2 separate regions of the Hordeum vulgare genome follow, and region 1 is linked to region 2. Evidence: chromatin contacts called from public Hi-C data. All regions are on one chromosome and are shown on one strand. Each heading gives the region's core, a stretch centred on a gene start, on an enhancer-like site or on the middle of the called end of the contact. The rest is flanking DNA. Distances are from core to core; before and after follow the strand shown.

The links. Hi-C and Micro-C count contacts between places; a contact is called where the count stands out from the background.
Region 1: a Hi-C map of seedling shows a contact between it and region 2, with 4 times the contacts expected there. The contact joins the promoter of LOC123452035 here to the promoter of LOC123395435 in region 2. A contact is called at or near these places in 1 of 6 Hi-C or Micro-C datasets (seedling) and 1 of 1 datasets of contacts at active chromatin or transcription factors (embryo).

What each region holds. Positions count from the first base shown.
Region 1 is chr5H:134,742,125-134,746,211 of MorexV3_pseudomolecules_assembly, forward strand. It overlaps LOC123452035 (myosin-3-like), which reads right to left and starts at 1,812. Exons shown (of 2, transcript XM_045128611.1): 1 at 241-1,812. The coding sequence starts at 1,790.
Region 2 is chr5H:134,326,811-134,330,925 of MorexV3_pseudomolecules_assembly, forward strand. It overlaps LOC123395435 (poly [ADP-ribose] polymerase tankyrase-2-like), which reads right to left and starts at 1,925. Exons shown (of 11, transcript XM_045090436.1): 1 at 1,670-1,925; 2 at 1,155-1,301; 3 at 941-1,072; 4 at 654-793; 5 at 391-477; 6 at 111-239. The coding sequence starts at 1,736.

The DNA of each region.
Region 1 (4,087 bases), core at 562-3,061, 420 kb after region 2:
CATATTACCAGAATGCAAGCAAAAATTTGACTTCATTGCATAGTACCAGCCGATTCATCATATGTGATGCAGCTAGATAACAACCTGACCATTCCGAGTGGCATACTAGCATGCAAACAGAGGATCAACATAGAAAAAGGAAAAAAGAAAAGTGCACTCCTTCACTGGCCCCTGGTAGCATAGATAAGGGAGATCGCGGCCACCACGGTGGTGGTGGCGGCGGCATACACCCACGCCCAGATACCACCCTTGTTCTTCTTCTGCGCTTCAGCCACTGCGAGCTGCAGCACCTCAGCCTCCTTGGTAAGGTCTTCAATCTTTCCATTCTTTTCCTTCAATGCCATCCTCAACTCTCCAATCTCACTGTCCATTTTACCATTGCAGTTCTCCAGTGCCTTGATTTTCGACATCAGCTTCCCTGCTTCAGCCTTCTCAGCATCCAGTGCTTTCTGAACTGAATTCTTCTCGCTCTGCAGGCGTGAATGCTTGGTATCAAGTTCATCACATGATGTTTGTAGCTGTGACATGGAAACATGGAGCTCCTCCAACTCAGCCCTCAGCTTAACGGTCTGAGCATCCTTCTCACGTGTCACCCCCTCAGCTGCCTCCTTGTCAGCCTGGATTTCCTCCACCTTCCTCTTGAGGGCCTCCAATTCCTTCACGATTTCAGTCTTCTCAGCATCGAATGCCTTGGAAGCAACCTCCTTTGCCTTCACCAACACACCCAATTCCATCCTGAGCCTGTCAACCTCTGCTGCAGACATGCTGTGCTTCTTCTCTGCTTCAGCAACCTCTGATTGGAGCTCATCACTTCTGCCCTTCAACAAATCAAGCTCCCTCTTCTTTGCCATCACTTCAGCCTCTAATCCCCGTGTCCTAGTCACAGACAATGCGAGCTCTGTTTCCAAAGACGCCAGCCTTGCATCCATCTCCTCCTTCTTGGATCCCAGCACCTTCAGTTCCTCCACCCTCGCCTTCAACTCCCCCTCCATTTCCACCCGGAACGCCTCAGATTCTTTCTTGAATTCCTGGAAGCTTCTCTCCACCTCTGCCTTCTGGCAGGAGACCACCCGAACCGCCTCCTTTGTCTCCTCCAATTGCTTCACGAGTTCGCCATTCTGACTCAACAGCTCGGAATTGTTGCCCTCCAACTCCGTCATCATGGCCGACAGGCTCGCGACCTTGTTGGATATGGACGCCACCTCCGCCTCCTTGGCCTGGAGAAGTTTCAGGAACCGTGCCTTCTCCCCAGCGGCCGCCTCAAGGCGCGTGTTGGCATCGTCCTTGGCCCCCGTCTCGAGCGCGGCCCTCGATTCCGCGAGCCGGAGCGAATCCTGGACAGCGGCGAGGCGTGCGCGGAGAGCAGATGCCTCGTCGGCTGCGGCGCGGAGGGGCGCGGCGAGGGCGGCTTGTGCGACGGCGCGCTCCGCGGCGTCGAGCGCGTCGCCATCGGCAGAGATCTCCTCGAGGCGCGCCGTGAGCGCGGCCACCTGGCCGCGCCGCTCGACCGCCTCCTTGAGGAGCATGGAGTTGAGCGTCTTGAGCTGCTGCGACTTCCGGTCCCGCTCCGGCGATGAGTCGCGCTTCTCCTCCATCCCCGGCGCCAGCACCGGGGCAGCGTGGTTGCCGTTGCCGTTGGCGGGGGCGGCGTGATTGCCGTTGCCGTTGGCGGGGGCGGCGTGATTGCCGTCGCCATTGCCGTTGGCGGCGGCGGTGGCGTGGTTGCCGTTGCCGTTGCCGCTGCCGTTGGCGGCGGCGGCGGCGGCGGAGGAGGACTTTTTCTTGGCCATGTCTATCCTAGGGTTCGCGTGTGGCTGAAAGGAGACGGTTCCCGGTGCGGATTTATGTAGCGGGAGCGTCTCGCTGACCCGTGGGTCCACCGTTTTGCTGGCCCACAGGCCTGCGAGAGAAGTAATGGTGGGTCCGTGGGTGAGAGATGCTGCGAGACGACCGTTGGGTGGGCGAGAGGGTTTGAAATGGAAACGAACGGACGGCCTAGATGAGCCGTAGTCCGTAGGCTTATCGCGTGCTGCGGCGCATCGAATCGCAGGCGAGGAAATACGCGTGTGACGCAGAACGAATCTCCGGTGCTTGGGCTTTTCTTTTTCTTTTCCTTCTCAAAAATAGAAAAAAAGATATTCTTAGTTTCTTGCGAGTTCTTTTAATCAGATAAAGCAACTTCAACGCGTCGATCCAATCGAACTACGTTTTAATCTGTTTTTTATTTGTTTGGGTCGACCGCGTTCGTTTGACGTCCATCTTGTTTAAGATTTGGATTGACAATGCGTCTAACATCCGTAACCCATATTTATCGGCGTGGCCGTCTGACCATGCTTTCTTTAACAAATATGCATATGTTTTGTATTATTTGACAAGAAGACATATAAAAGAAGATATATAAAAAAACACCGTAGTTTCATAACCAAATAAAACATAATTTTCAAATAAACAAGTATAGTTTTACAAATCGAATAAAAATTAAATTATTTCAAATACATATGAAAAAAGATACATCTATTGGTTGCCAACATGAGCTCACATATGCTCAACTAAATCATTTTGCAGCTTCATGTGAGTTTTTCAATTACGCATTTTATGATGAAATTAGACGAACTGTTCAAACATTCCCGCCCCTTCATGCTGAGGCACAACATTCTCACCGTGAAACTAAAACCCTTGATCATAAATATATTTCATACGTTCATCTTCTACGACCATATTGTGCATAATCACACAAGCTGTCATCATCTCCCACAGCTTCTTGGTGCTTCAAGTCCTAGCAGGGTACAAAATGATGCCCCGTCGAGATTGTAAAACACCAAATGCACGCTCGACGTCCTTCCTAGCACTCTCTTGCTCTTGGGGAAATCTTTTACTCTTCTCTTCGACAGGGTCGAAGATTGTCTTCAGAATAGTGGTTCACTTAGGATAGATACCGTCACCCAGGTAGTATCCTTTGTCGTAGTTGTGGCCGTTGATGGTAACATTCACTGGTAGGCTCTTGCCTTCCGCAAGCCTTGCAAACACCAGCGAGCGTTGAAGCACGTTGATATCATTATGTGATCCGGCCATGCCAAAAAAAGAGTGTCAGATCCAGAGATCTTGTGAGGCCACGACCTAAGTATGACAGTGCAAATCTTGATATGACCCTTATACTACCCTTGCCAAGCGGTAGGACAGTTAATGAGGACATGGCTACCTTGGATACGACCAAAAATATTTCATATTTGCATATTTGTGAGGTGATTTCTTATAATAATTATGCAATATTTTTTTAATGTTATCCAGAACAAAAATACTTCACCTATTTTTCTTCCATGAATAATTTTTTTATGTTATCCAGAACAAAAATGCAGAATTGTTGAACGCTTGCACGAACCACGTGTGGAGATAAAGGAGGAGGAAATGATTAGGTGTTGTTTAAGAAGTCCTCTCACATCAAAGGAAATGATTATGTGCTGTTTAAGAAGTTCTCTCACGTCGCCTTTAGCCCAAGAGAAGATAAAGTCCAAGTCTCTCACGTTCTGGACTCAGATTTGGAGACATACCTGTCTCAAAATGTCAATGACGTTTTCATACGGACTCCGAATTGAGTGTTTCTTTTTTGTGTTGGAAAGTAGATTTTATGTACGTTCCAGCCCAATTGGAATCACCTTAAAATTCGTTCGGAGCATGGAGATATTGACGAAACAATGTGACGTTGCACGAGAATCCGAGTCAAACTACAAGGCCAAAGGTGTTGCATCACCTTCACTTGGGCCCATAGGCCTTGTACTACCTAGGGTTAGTTTTATGCTGTCTTGGGACGTCCTCACACCTCCTTGACCGCCACCCCTTGCTCCTATATAAGTAGATCAACCTAGTAGCTTTTTTGTTTGAGTTTTGTTTAGATTACAAGTTTGCCATAGCTGCAACTTCGCGTTCTTCGTTTGTGTTATTTGATCAGACCAAGATGTCACATAACCCCACTTTCATCAATAAAGCTTTCCTCTTATATTCGCAATACCCAGATTGCAATTCCAGTTTCTTGCTTGTTCATCGTTTGCGTGTAGGAAACAAACCCTCGTAGTTAGGTTGATCGTGCTCC
Region 2 (4,115 bases), core at 675-3,174:
AATAGCATAATAGATTCCCATGCAGCCATAGGTCTGCAAGGGAGGCAAGACTGCGAGCATGAAAGCATTAAAATAGCTAAACAGAAGCACCAAAGCCGCAGCTATTTTACCTGGTTAGGAATGTTAGGGTCAGCTCCAGCCTCCAGCAAGAACTTGACGAATTCAGTTGAGCCATCATCAACTGCCCCCGTTAAAGGAGTTGGTCCAGAGGTACTATTACCATTCACATCAGCACCAGCCTATTGAATTGAAAATACAAAATGCGAAGGTAGCTTTAGAGATAGGATTTGCACATTTAACCTGCATTCTGCTCCAAACAATTGTTTAGAGGTCGACATAATTGACTAGTCAAACATAAATACGTTAAATTGAGCAGACAAGTTACCGGACCTCAATCAGTAGCTTCATGCATTCCAAGGAGTTCCCACAGCATGCCATCATTAGTGGTGAGAAGATATGATTGACTACTCTGTTGGGCTGTAAGGCAAATGAATCGCGAATGAATAATTAAAATTATGCCCAGCAAGTATTCTGATGCATCTCCAGAGCGAACCATTTCATCATCTTCAAGCTAAAGGTAACTAATTTTCGCATTTTATTTTTTATTTAGAACTGTGCATGCAATGCGATTAGGTGTGAAATCAACAGCTTACATCAGCGCCATGCTCCAGCAGAATTTTCATGGCCTGATGCTGACCCTTTGCAGCAGTCATGTGCAATGGTGTCCCTCGGTAATTGATAACATCCACGTCAACTCCTTTGGACAGCAACAGTCTTACAATCTCACAATGACCTAGAGGCACAACAAATATATAATGAAGGCCAAGTTAAGCAGAGAAGGAGCTTCTACATAGTATAAAGAACATTTGTAAGCTAGTACTATCCTGTAAGCCTTCCATCTATTTCAGAGACTAAGTGAAATGAAGAATGAGGAACGCACCATGCTCTGCTGCATTGTGCAGCGGCGTTAAGCCCCTCTCACTAGGTTTTGCCGGATCGCTGCCATGATCTAGAAGATACCTGGCAACCTGAACATTTCCCTTCAGTGCAGCGTAAAACATCGGTGTTGCACCTACAAGGAGAATGCAGCATTTCAGCAGCAAGTACTGATATAATCAAGGTCGAGCCTCCTGTTATTGGTGCACAGATTTTACCTACGCTTGACACGGAGTTGATATCGACCCCCACTTCCTCCACCAGGAACTTACAAATCTCCAGGGACCCCTTATTTGCAGCGAAATGGAGTGCGTTTAGCCCTTTGGGGTCCTTTGTTTGCCTCAAATCCATCTTCTTGGACATTTCTAGCATAGAGAAATTGCAGATGCAACAAAAATCAAATAACACAATCATGAAAATTCTGAGGAGCGTGGTGGATTGAGGAGATATTTGCACCGTCTGAGGCTCCAGATCGACCTAGATACGGAAGTTATCTATACATGCAGATGCAGTCTAAAAAAAAAAGGTGGTTACTGCCTAACTTGAAGAACAAAGCCGAAGGAACTAACGCCCGTTTTTTTCAGAAACTAACCGGAGAGAACATCAGATTCGACCACGCTACATAAGCATTACTAGACGAGAGTGTCCGGGACAATGGAGACGCCGGTATCAAAAAGCATTTCATCCGACACTAGATAGAAGAGGAGACAGCGGCAAAGACGACGGCACTTACTCTTGAGGAGGCGGAGATTGCCGTCGAGGGCGGCCAGGAGGGCGATTGCGGCGGGGTTGGGGGCCATGGCGGCGGCAGAGGCAGTGCCCTCTCGCTGGGGCCCTAGGGTTGCTGAAGGTTCCAAAGATCTGGCTGGGCTGGGCGGGGCGAGTGGAGTGAGGATTTGGGTAGGGGGAGGGGAAAGCAGGCGGTGGTATGTGGCGCCAGACGGGGCTCGTGGAGTGCACGGGAAACGAGTGGGCCTCACGTGTCCATGCTAGTAATGTTAACGCGTGTCACGCTAGTTTTGCTTCCGTGTCACGTGAGGTTGCTCTAGTTTCTTTATCTTTTCGGTGGGTACCTGATGCTCGAGACTCGAATGCGATGTCGGGTGGCCGGTGGATCCGCTGCGAGGACGATAGGTGGAAACACTACTTTCCTCTGTTCATCAATCTAAATCTTTTTTTTAACCGGCGCCTTTTGCACAAGCAAACGTGTTTAGACCAACTTCAGCGCGCGACCCCATCCAAACATTCGTTTTGTCCGAATTCTGTCCGTTTGGAACGGGTAATGGGGTCGTGCTTGGGTCATTTCTGGGATACGGTGACCGTGCGCCCAACACGCGGACGCATCCTTGGCCGTATCCTCTCCGCCTCATTTTCAAACACAAGCATTCGAATAGCCACGGCCCATAGTTCACGCAAGCGGCCTTAGATCACGCGGCAACACGGCCAGCCTACACGTCCTCGCCGGCAACACAGCCAGCGGCCGGCAACACGGTCGGCTTGCTTTCTTTGCATCTCCACGGACGGGCGGCCGCCGCTGCACGACCCGGCGTGACGTTGAGGTCGATGACGGCCGAGGGGGCGCGGCATGAACGGCGCGATCACGCTGACTTCTGGCGACCCCGATAAACGGGTATGGGCTTGGCACGTGGGCGGAGGGAAACCGGGCGACAATGGTGTGGTCGACGACGTCGTGGAGCGGCACTGCGAAGGCCGGACAACCGACGAGCATGTGCTCGCCGGCCCGACGGGCGCAACCGAGAAGCTCATCGAACGGCACAACCTCATCATGAGGAGGGCGTGCGCCTTGCTGACGATGGCCTCCTTCTCTTAAGCATCGGCCTTCTGTCGTGCGGCCTCCAACGCAGCATGCTCGATGGCGTACGCGGACGCGGCGTCCTTCCGCTTCGCCTCCGCCCGCCGGTTCCGCCTCTTGGCCGATTCCACGTCCAGCTTTGCGATCTCCTCCGACGTGAGTTCCGACCGCGTCTCCTTCATACCCTTGGGCGCCTTCTTCTTCTTCGCCTTGGTGGCCGGGACGACAGTCGGGTCATCGGAATTCGGCGGGGGATTGGCCAAGGCGGGCGGAGGGGAGGGCGGGGCGTGGGAGGGTTTTGGGGGGAAATGAATTGGAATGGGGCATGGGGCGGGAAGGTCGTGCTGCTTTGTGCCACCAACGGGCGGGCCACGGGAGGACAAGCGCGCGCGTCCCGCCCGTCTGTGCGGCATCCGCGCGCTGTCCCTTTCACCTCAAAATCGGACCAAGTTTGGTCCGGAAATGGGTCAAAAGCGGACAGAAAACGGACAAACGTCCGTTTGCACCCGCGCGCTGGGCCACGTGGTGTGTCCCTTTTGCCCAAAATGGACGCGAGCAGACAAGATAGGGTCGCCCGCTGAAGTTGGCCTTAATTCAACCGACTGATTCTCTCCTTCCGTAAACCGCGTCCACTAGTCAACACGTGTCCCTATTCCCCTCTAGCCTCTTCTTATCTCTTCGTACGCGCTTCTTCGTTCGTAGGTTCTCATGTTCATCTTTCCCCTCCTATCTCTTTCTTTTGTTCGTCGCACTGAGACACGAGATGGCTTTTGTGAAGACTGCAACCACTCACCCATCGCTGTAGCGAACCGAGAGGAACAACGACGACCACCTCCCGGTGCATCCCCGCGTCAACATCTATTTTTGCTCCAAACGACGGGGCGACGCGATGCATCCTTGCCACGATTGCACTGCAGCTCATCGTCGGGGTTGCAATGCGACACAAAGCAAGATGTTGGAGACGGCGTCGCTCATACTGCTACAACACAGCACGCAAGGGGAGGCCAGCACCGTCCATCGTCGGTGCTGCAATGCAACACAAGGGGGGCGTCAGAGATGGCCGCCGCTCGCTAGAATGCAACACGCAAGGGGGTGCCGATGCCGCTCGCCGTCGATGCTGCAATGTAGCACAAGGGGGACGTAGCACATGTCCTCCGCTCGGTGCAATGCATCATGGTAGAGGATGCATATGTCGATTGTCGTCTGTGCTCCAACGCAGCACAAGGGAGACGCTGGAGGCGAGAGCCGCTCGGCATACTGCTGCAATGCAACACGCAAGGGGAGACAGGCGCCTCTCATCGTCGGTGTTGTGACGCGACGAGAAAAGGGACGTCGGAGACGGGGCCGCTCGTTGTACTCCTGCAAT